Regions from separate parts of the Sander lucioperca genome. Here region 2 is linked to region 1. A link is a contact called in public Hi-C data. All regions are on one chromosome and are shown on one strand. Each heading gives the region's core, a stretch centred on a gene start, on an enhancer-like site or on the middle of the called end of the contact. The rest is flanking DNA. Distances are from core to core; before and after follow the strand shown.

Evidence for each region. Hi-C and Micro-C count contacts between places; a contact is called where the count stands out from the background.
Region 2: a Hi-C map of liver shows a contact between it and region 1, with 6 times the contacts expected there. The contact joins the promoter of ccnb1 here to the promoter of LOC116034786 in region 1. A contact is called at or near these places in 2 of 2 Hi-C or Micro-C datasets (liver and muscle).

The regions. Positions count from the first base shown.
Region 1 is chr14:26,160,963-26,166,302 of SLUC_FBN_1.2, reverse strand. LOC116034786 (atrial natriuretic peptide receptor 2) reads right to left here and starts at 3,109. Exons shown (of 22, transcript XM_031277528.2): 1 at 2,048-3,109. The coding sequence starts at 2,846.
Region 2 is chr14:26,299,823-26,305,162 of SLUC_FBN_1.2, reverse strand. It overlaps ccnb1 (G2/mitotic-specific cyclin-B1), which reads left to right and starts at 2,380. Exons shown (of 9, transcript XM_031277530.2): 1 at 2,380-2,574; 2 at 2,818-2,949; 3 at 3,521-3,631; 4 at 3,722-3,910; 5 at 4,001-4,159; 6 at 4,293-4,529; 7 at 4,630-4,770. The coding sequence starts at 2,554. It overlaps LOC116034790 (AN1-type zinc finger protein 5-like), which reads right to left and starts at 666. Exons shown (of 6, transcript XM_031277532.2): 1 at 374-666.

The sequences.
Region 1 (5,340 bases), core at 1,860-4,359:
AAAAAAGAAAAATGTCAAAGGAGTCTGGTGGCTTTGAAGAGAGCATAGATAACGGCTTCAGTTCCCCATCAGAAAGGGCTGTCTAAGGGCAAGATAAAGCGGTGAAAATAATCTAAATATAGCGTACACTTAAAGTGATATTGATTTTTTTTAAGTCGTCCTTTTTTTTTTAGGTGGCTAAAATACATTTAGCCCATTTGCTGGCGGCCCCGCCCACAGCTGTACATTGCTTAGCTTCTGTGTCTGCTTCTCCAAATTGGGAGCGTGCTGACCGCCATCTACTGTAAGTAACACACTGACTCTGGATATGTACCTCATACAACCCCACTTCAAAAGAATCACAACTATCCCTTTAACACACAGACATGAGACTGATGTCAATCTTCTCATCTAACAAATGTATTCTTGCAAAATGGTAAAACTACTGCTTGGATGAATTTTTAACATTTACAACTGCAATACTACTGAAAGAAAAAGATAAGTCAAAGGACTTTTTCACAACTTGGAAACCCAAAAGTTGTTCCTGTTAATGGCTTGTGTCTGATCTATAAAGCCATTGCTTACAACTAGGAAGAGGTACATTCATATGTGATTGTGCACGATTTGCCTCGGTTTTTACAAACGATACACTTGGTGGATTCATCAGATCGGGTATTCTTAGTTGAGCTCTATCTCTCCTCATACACAAACACATGTGCAGCTGCGTGCACGCACAAGCCATAATCCAGACACTCAGTCACACAATTAACTTTTCACAAAAGCAGCAATGATGAAGTCAGCCTCCCAACGTTTCCAGTTAATTAAACTAAAGGCGAGAACAGTGACGAGTGATTTAACAGCCACTCTGCTGTGTGATTTACGCCTCATCGACAAAACAGCTCTGATGTTCATTTGTTAAAAACAAAAGTACTGTTTTGCAACGCGATCAAATATTTCAAAATGAGTTCTATCAACCATATAGTTCCCCTCCTTTCAATCCCCCTTAAGTATTGGGAAATCACGTTATTCCACAGTGCTGACAGACACCATCATATATAATCTGTCTCATCTTGTTCCAGCTCCTCGTCAAAGCTATATGTTGTTTCCACTGAGTGAAATAGTCAAACCCAAGACTCCATGTTTCTATGGCTGCATCATTCCATCAAATATTAATATTCTAGATGGCTTCATTTTACACACATTTTCCCCCAATGTATCCTGACATGCTTGGGATCTTTGGAAACTTGGCCATCTCCACTAGAAATTAAAAAGTAAAACTGTGGATTTGAATAAAGTTTGGCTTCCCAGCGCGAGGTTGTACTAAATAAACTCCTTTTGGATTTTCATAACAAGAGAACACCGGCAGCAAACGCATGGGTAAAGTGAAGCACACATGCATGTTTAGGCTGAGAGGGCACCCATTAGATCACAGCCTCTGTGTGTGTGTCTCTCTCTCTCTTTCTCTCTCGCTTTAAAGAGCGCAGGTGGTGGTCCTATGCAGGCAATAAACCAGCAGACTGCCTACAGCCTAAACATTCCTCTGTAACAACTCCGGAATAAACAGGCTTTCCCCTGCACCTATTCCAGTCCACCTCTGTTTGTATCTGCTGGGAGAAACTGCACTGTGACCTCTCTGAATAGGAGCGGAATCTCCCATTGCAGCCTTTCTTAAAACACCTCAAATCTATGCTCTAAATTAAACATTGTTTTCCTCGCTCGGAGCTCAATGCACAGGTCGACTCAGGTCATTTAAAATCTTTCTTTTTCCTCATAGAAGAGATATACAGTATATCTGCCTGCAGAGGAATTTTCTTTTCCATCCGCTGACATCTTTACAGTAACCAGCTGGCGATCTGCTCTCTTTCGAGATATTTACAACCGGGGGAAAACTATAAGATGAGTTGTTTGTTTCATCTGGGTTTTTGGAGGTGATATCTAGGCATGTTTTGTAGTTTGAACACCACATGTGTTTGTAAAATGGCAGGCAATGCGTTTATTCCCCGGATTTAAAAACTTGAAATCACAATGTAAATCACACTTTTCCCCCTCCCTTTCAGCATTAACTTACTTCTCCCGCGCTCCTTCATGAAACTAATCAGATCCTTGTAGTACTTGTAGTCGTCCTCGTAGGGCTGGGCCTCCACCGTGATGTTCATCGAGTCCTTCAGGTTCAGATAGATGCCCTCCGACAGAAAGTAGTGCGGCCGGTCGTCCTGCCGCAGGTCGTGGTAGATCACCATGGCCCGGGACGTCCAGTTGAAGTGCGTGTGCAGCACGTTGACGAAGTCCCCCAGCTTGGTGGTGGTGGGCCCGCTGCGCACGATGGTCCGGTACTCATCCCGCTTGTCGAAGCCGTACGCGGGTCCTCCGGCGGTGATCAGCGGGAGTTTCCAGTGGGACGCGAAACGCCCCACGGATGCGAGCGGGTACACGCACCCGGGTCCGAAGAAAGCGTCCGGGCGTAGGTAAAGCTTGGCGTCCACGGCCACGACCTGCGCCCGGCTCTCCGCGCACGAGCCAGCGATCGGGTCCTCGGTGCTGTAGTTGAGGATGTTGATGTAGCGGCCGAGCAGCAGCCCGTGTTTGCTGTGGAGGTCCTCGTGCGCCATGAGGATGGCCGGGAGGACGCGCGGCAGAGCCCATGGGTACTTTTGGTGGTTGTCCGGGAGCATCACCGCCACGGTGATGTTACCTGTGCAGCCGGGGAGCAGGCAGCAGGACAGCGCGGCGAGCAGAAAGTATCCCAGCGCGCCTCTGCATCCCATGTCGCGTCCCAGCCGCTCGGAAGTCCCAGAGAGGAAAGTAGGGCCACGGAGAGCGCACCGTTTGGAGAGGAGACACGGCCAGCTGTGGCACCGTGACACCATACCATAAGTATCCGTCTCCCCCACCCGCGGTCTTCTTCTCTCTTTCTCAGACGTCAAACAAAGTCGGTAAAGGTATCATCCCGTTATGCCAGCCCGGCGGTGCCATGCGTCTCCGCTGCGTAAATCCACGATAAATGAAGTCCGTGTACTTCCCAAAGCTACTTCTCCAGCGCAGCGTGCTTTTCACACTGATGGTCTCTCATCCAGATGACTGCAACTTAAACCAGAGCAGATTTGTGCTCGGCACCCACACGTCACACACTGCAAGAAAAGTCCACATCCATTAATCAGCTGGCCATTGGGTTTACAATGAGGATTCCTCAGGTAAATATGTTACCTAATGTCTTTAAAGTGAATTGAGATGATTGGTGTATATCTATGTTTATGTTATTATCAAATGAGAGAGCTGGTGTATCACTCCTTGCATAATAAGGCAGATCCTGACTGACATATCTGTTTCTAAAAACAAACTCGCCCATGAAATCTCCTTTGGAAATAAGAGGAGCACGTGTGGACATGGAGCCAAGTTGTTCATGAAAAAAGTGAGTTTAAATCAAACCGCGACAGACTAAATTACACGTTAAAATATTCAATCGGCCTATTATTACTTTTTTTTTTTTTTTTTTTTTTTTTACAGTGTATGAACACAGCTCTTGAAACGGGCTTGAGTCGCCCCCTGTCTTTCATTTCACAGAGTACAGTATGAGCCTGTCCATTACTGCTGAGCAATTGTGGATTATTTTAGGGGCCCACGCACCTGCGCACCTTTTAAGATTTAATGTGTTTTTAGCAAGTGTGACCAGGTTGGATATGATACAGATTGTAGGTGTATCAGCTGCTATGTTATAATTTGGTGTCTGTCTGTTGATGGCGACGTAGGGGAGACCGGGATAGTTTTTTTGGCATTTCTGTCTGTATCTTGGAGCTCTTTAAAGCCAGCGCGTTCAAAATGGAATACAAACTAACATGTGTCTGCTGTTAAATAGTGTAGCTGATATCTCAGCAACCCAAACAGAAAATGCATGGTTTACTCTCAAACACAAGGAATGAACTGTTACAATTCACCCCATAGTCCAGGTTAGTTGTACCATGCCCTGTGGTGAAATGTAACATCATGAAATTAGGATAATAACAAAAACTTTATATTGAAACTTGTATTCAACATTTAAATTACTTTTAACATATTTGTGTGTGTATGGGTTTAGAGGCATCCCTCGGTCAGTCACTTTTCCAAGACCGAAATTTAAAGAAAAAAACAACCAACCCAAGTCTTAGTTGAACTAACCCAGACTACTGTCGCCATAAACTAGCTTAATTTACAGCTAACGGCTAAAACATTAGCATTTATATTCAACATTTAAATTACTTTTAATATAATATTTGTGTGTGTATGGGTTTAGAGGCACCCCTCGGTCAGTCTCTTTTCCAAGATTTTAAGAAAATTTAAAGAAAAAAAGTCTTAGCTAGTTGAACTAACCCAGACTATTGTCGCCATGATCTAGCTTAATTTACAGCTAACAGCTAAAACATTAGCACAAACAACCTGCATGAAAGATATCTACATAGACACCCAATAAACATGAATTAGGTTTGTTGAGTTTAACAACAAAGCCGGCAATGCCATCACAAAAATAAACGAGGTAAAAAAAATAAAAATAATACTTTACCTAAAAATAGTTTTTTTCTTTCTAAAATGTGCAGTGTCGGTCACAGAGTGCTGCTTCTTCACACGTGTATTAAGCATGGATGGATGTATTAATTAAGAGAACGGTATTAAGGACTAAACCGAGCAACTTGTTCCTGATTGGAGAAATTAGACGTGTTACAACTGACCCGTGTTACAACCATAGACTGTAAAAAAGATATTAACAGTCTATGGTTACAACTATCCCCGGTCTCCCCTTCATTATTTATTCATTTGACTGAATCACATAACAGCAAATCAATCAAAGTGGCTGAACTGCTCTCCCTGCTGGCCATGCCTTGGATTATGGCTAAGGGGGAAAGTTAGGTAAAAAAAAAAAAAGAAAAAAGATTGAGCTTGTATCCATGATTGTGCTAATGTTATCTCATGTATTGTCTATATTAAATTTGATGTTTTTAACCATACCAAGTCTTCCACCCAAAAAGGGGTTTTGCTTATTCTTAGTTTACTTGAATGTTTGATCTTCACTGTGCATATTTTAACTCTAGACATCTGTTTTCAAATCCATCAGTTAAAGATGTGAAGTGTCTCTCTGTGATTACAATTGGTTTAGAAGCCAATAGTGATCCATATGTAATTCTTTTTTTTTTAGGTATACCTAAAAAGAATACACACAATATTGTGTAAAAAATATATCAGACACAAGTTGATAATCATAGCTGGGGTAGACATTTATGAACAAGTTCACAGTTGATCTCAGCACATTTTATTTATTATTTCCTAAAAGCAGGGCTTTAAGTTTGAGTGAATGTGCCGAGCCTCCACTGAACCAAGCACAGGTGATCCTCA
Region 2 (5,340 bases), core at 1,131-3,630, 140 kb before region 1:
TCGTCTTTATTTTTAGTTCGTGGACAGGTCGGTGTCGTAAAATACAAACAAGAAACCTCGATGATAATGCTGTTATTATGTTAATGGTTAACGTTAGAAGCTAACGTTAGTTGCTATAAAATGCTAAACGCTGTATCTCATTTACAACCTCGCAGTTTGAGAAAAGTTTTCAGCGACACGTGTTAACCAAACGTATTAAATCCTCGCTAGCCTACTCAACTTTCGTTAACGTCAAGGCTTTCGTTAATCACTTAACGTTACAGCTTAAAATGTGACTTTAATATTGTTTATGTAAGTGTGTCACTGTTCACTTCAGAAACTTCCCTAAACAACCCCGTATGCTAGCTGGCCATGGTTTCACCAGTTAACTTACCTTTAGTCTGAGAAACGTCGGTTTTTCTTGAAACTTTTTTGGATTGACAGAATAACGTTAACTCAGTTGATCTTGGAGCTAACTAACTAGGGCCGTCTAGGTGAGTCGTTGTTTGTGTTTCCAGTCTTTTACAAATATAACTCCACTCCGACGAGGAGCACTGGTGGCTACTTTCGCAGACGACTTGACGTCCTCTGTCGCTGATTTGTGGTGGCATCTATTTTGTTTTACGTGCTGCGTTTGCGTCCTCTCTTTTCCGGTGGACGTCACGGAAACTGTGATCCTCTGATTGGAAGTTAGGGGCCACAAAAGATTTTCAGGCAGTAAACAAGACCGTAAACCTGCTTCTTCTCTTCCACCAAATAAACCAACCCTAGCTTCGACCTCGATGTTACTTAGTTAGAAATCAATGTTCATGTAATCAGGAAGGGTCTTGTCTACACAGTCTGTAGATCCAAGAAAACACGTTTGTGTTGCCTTCATATGCTCCTCGTAAGCTCCAGCTTTCCCCATAGACTTTTGTACGTTCACTTTTGAACTGATTCTTAGTCCACTATTCCAGCACTGTACTTTGTTCTGTCACCTGTGTCTTGTCAACTGTATCCTTCCATGGACTGGTTAGTGAAATGAACAGTCCTAGGAGTATGGGACCATGATACATGGATGGATTACTGAACAAGCCTAGGCACAGGGCAGGTTCAGGGGCCCAAGAGGTTAGGGCTGCAATGTAAATTTTCATAGTCAATTAATCTGATGATTATTTTCTTTATTAATCGATTATTGTCTGTTCTATAAAATGTCAGAAAATTGTGAAAAATGTCGATCAGTGTATCCCAAAACCAAAAATGATGTCCTCAAATTGTCCACAACTCAGATATTCAGTTTACTGTAGTAGTAGAGGAGTGAAGAAACTAGAAAATATTCACATTTAAGAAGCTAGAGTCAGACAATTCTTATTTTTTTCATAAAAAAAAAAAAAACTCAAACCGATTAATCGATAATATTAGTTGGCAGTTAATCTAATAATTAACAACTAATTGATTAATCAATGAATCTTTGTAGCTTTACAAGGGGTCAGGGGGCCCAAAAGCAAAAGCTTCTGTGAGTATTTCAAAAGCAGGGATGTCCTGATCATAATTTTTTTTTTTGGTTTGATTTTTAATTCCGGATCCTTTAATACTGACTGGCCTGTCTGTTGATACTAAGTCTGGTGTGCTAATAATTTGTAGGACATGACAATTACAATTTTTCTTTTTCTTTAACGTAAATAAAATAATAATGAAGTATTTCGCATGGACTAATGCCACATAGCAAAAAAATAGCATTTATAGAAATACACAAAACTCAAAGAAAATACATAAAACTATCAAAGCACAGGCATTGATTTGATAAAGAGGCCATAGTTTTAGCATTTTGAGTTATGTGGGTAAGGGGTTCCACATTGAGCCCCTGAACACAAATATATAGCTGCAAAGTGCATAATGTAAAGATATATTTTGCAGCAGAATAGCTCTGTTTTGGGAACATTTTGGGTGCCTTGGTAGGATACATTTCAGTCAGAAACACATAGGAAAATAGAAATGCACAGGGCATTGATGTCTAAAGTGTTTGTGCCATAGCCTGTATAAGTGCCTATTGAACACAGCCTATGGTTTTCGTTTGGTGTTCGAGGGGAGGGGTAATTAATCGAAAAAGTAAAGCCTTGGTCCGACCACAGTCTATGGTTCCGAGTAATAACTGTTGAAGCCAACAATTGTGTAAACTAGCTTTTCATCTAACTGCGTCCACTTTCTTTTTTTTCTTTTTTTTATATATAGTAAGTCAGCACAGTTCTTTGTTTTGTTTTGAGCATGTAAACGTGTATCGTTAATTTGTTCGTGTGTGGAAAGAGCAATTTAAAAAGTACGTCAAATCAAGAAAGTATGAAAAATAATAAGCAAGACGTAACAGGAAAAGGAAGGAAACAAAAAAAAATCTAAATCACGTGACCACTTGTTGTCCGGGGGACGCATTTGAAACAGATGCGCTCAACCAATCAGATGCTCGGAGAATTCCGGACCCAGCGAATCAGCTTGTAGCGAGCGAGGATTTAAACCAGGACGCCGAACCCTAAAAACTACTCTGCATCATTCTCCATTACGATTGTCCGTGGTTAGTGTTGAAGCAACGCATATTTCGAAATGGCTCTACGAGTAACCAGAGTACGTACTTTATTGTCTTTTATGTCTGCTTTTGTTGCCTATGACTGGAAATGCGTCTTTATTTAATGTTTGTAATTTAAAATCACTATGATGTTAAATGCCCTCGTGCGTTGCTGTGGGGGCTGCTCGTGCAACCGTTCCATAATAGGAGTTCCACTAACGTTAAAAACTGAGCAACCCATTATTGTTAATAACATGCAGTGTAATTTAACGCTGAATGTGTTTTAATTTTCTTTACTGCAGAACCGCTTGGCTTCCACCAGGACTGACCTCGCTGGTAAGGCCTGCTCGGTCGCTGGTCCCACCAAGCCTCGAGCGGCGCTGGGCGAAATCGGAAATCTCGCAGTTAACAAAGAAGTCACGTTACAGAAAAAGGTAAGAATGTGACATAATTATGAAATCTCGTGAGCGTAATTTACCTCCTGATGGAAAATGAAGTAACGTTATATAATATCTAAAGGTCAATTCATAGTACTACAATGCAAACGCACTGTTAGCCATGCAAAAAAAAGCTAACTAATGCTTTGTGGGCTTAACTTCATACACTTGAGTTGGGACATTGTATCTTTTTTGGGATTTTCGTGTCTGCATGTAAGTAAAACCTTAACGTTGAAGTTGTATACAAAATGAGTAACAGCTGTGCCCATATAAGGCCTAACGCTAAATGTAGTAACGTTAGAGCAAAAGGATGTTAACCATTTGGAAATGCACCAGTCCAGTGCGAGTAACGTTGCCTTAAATGCAAGCACTTATATTTGATTAAGTAGCTACTGTAGGGGTGCATTTATATTTTTTTGGAAAAATGCTCTTTAAATTTCAAAGTGCCCCAGATCATTGTAGTTTTTTTTGGGGGGGGGGGCTCATTCAAAGACCGGATGATTAGAAGTATCCACATTTTAGTGGAATCCCGAGGTTTACTGTTGAGAAATTTTGAACTCCATTTCAGAATGTCAAGACGGAGCCTACTAAAAAGATTGAGCCCACTAAAAAGACCACCAAAGTCATCAAAGCAGTTGTACCACAAGAAAAGGTTGTTCCTGTTAAACCTGAGCCCGAGGTGAGTTGTATGCAACAGCTATCTGGCCATCCAGATAAATGTCTGCTGGGTGTGGTGCATTGGTTTGAACTCAAATGTTGGGTGTTCCAGGTTCTCCCTGAACCAGCATCCCCCACTCCAATGGAGACTTCTGGCTGTGCTCCTGCTGACCTCTGTCAGGCTTTTTCTGATGTCATTCTCGACACCGCTGTCAGGGATGTGGATGCTGATGACTATGACAACCCCATGCTCTGCAGTGACTACGTGAAGGACATCTACAAGTACCTCAGACAGCTTGAGGCATGTGAAACAATTCTAAATGCTAAATCTATCTGGTATCCCTCTGCCCCACATGCACTTTTGGGTTTAACCAGTTTCTGGTCTCCTCAGGTTGAGCAGAACGTCAGGCCTGCTTATCTGCAGGGTCGGGAGGTGACTGGTAACATGCGGGCCATTCTCATTGACTGGCTTGTGCAAGTAAGCCTAAAGTTCCGTCTCCTGCAGGAGACGATGTACATGACTGTGGGAGTCATTGACCGCTTTCTTCAGGTGAGTGACTGTATCAGTTACCTCTTCTGCATGAAACAGTTATTTTATAGCTTAAAAAAAACATCCTGGCCTTCTACTGACATTCTACATGCCACCCCAGTTTCTAAAATGTGCCTGTGATTGCACCCAACAGGACCACCCAGTCCCCAAGAAGCAGCTGCAGCTGGTCGGCGTGACTGCCATGTTCCTTGCTTCCAAATACGAGGAGATGTATCCCCCAGAGATCTCGGACTTCGCCTATGTGACGGACAGGGCCTACACCACTGCCCAGATCAGGGACATGGAGATGACTATTCTCCGGACGCTCAAGTTCCAACTAGGCCGCCCTCTTCCCCTGCAGTTTCTCAGAAGGGCCTCAAAGATTTATGAAGTTCGTAGCTGCATCTTAAAACCAGCCAAAACCTAGATTCATTCAGTGAGCCATCAGCTGCCCAGATGCTAACATCTAATCCCCACTTGTCTCCCCTCAGGTAACTGCTGAGCAACACACCCTGGCAAAATACCTCCTGGAGCTCACCATGGTTGACTATGACATGGTTCACTTCCCACCTTCCATGGTGGCGAGTGCTGCGTTGGCTCTTACCCTCAAGATCTTGGATGCTGGCGAATGGGTAAGTAACTTCTGGTTTCCCTGTCTACTCAAGATCGCCTTTTTTTAAATTTAAGCTATTGGCTTAAAGCATAATATGGAATGAAAGGGTTTGAGGCTGCATACAACATAACACAGACGTAGTAAAAGTAGTAAATACCAAGTGGGATGTCTAACCTTTGTGTGCCTTGGTAATGTTAATGGCATACATTTTGGCAAAGGTGTTTTTGATCCCACAGCAATTAATCTTGGAGCCTGGTGCACACTGGGTGTAGTTTTTACCATTTTTTTTCCACCACATGTGCCAATCTTTTCCTGGTTCCGCTTTGGATATTGCTGTTGTGTTATGGAGCATTGGCACAGTGCATCACAAAGGTTGTTGCCAATTGACTTATCCCAGACTGAAAAATACATCTAGTAGGCTTATACAGAAATGTTATGCAAAACTGGAATTTAAAGGGTTAACATTCTAAATGTTGGGTAGTTTTGATCAGGACTGGTTAAAGTGGGAAATTGTGACCACTTTTTTTAAAGCAACTTTTAAAATGATGCACTAGGTTTAAAGATGGCTTACAAAATATCTAATCTTGAT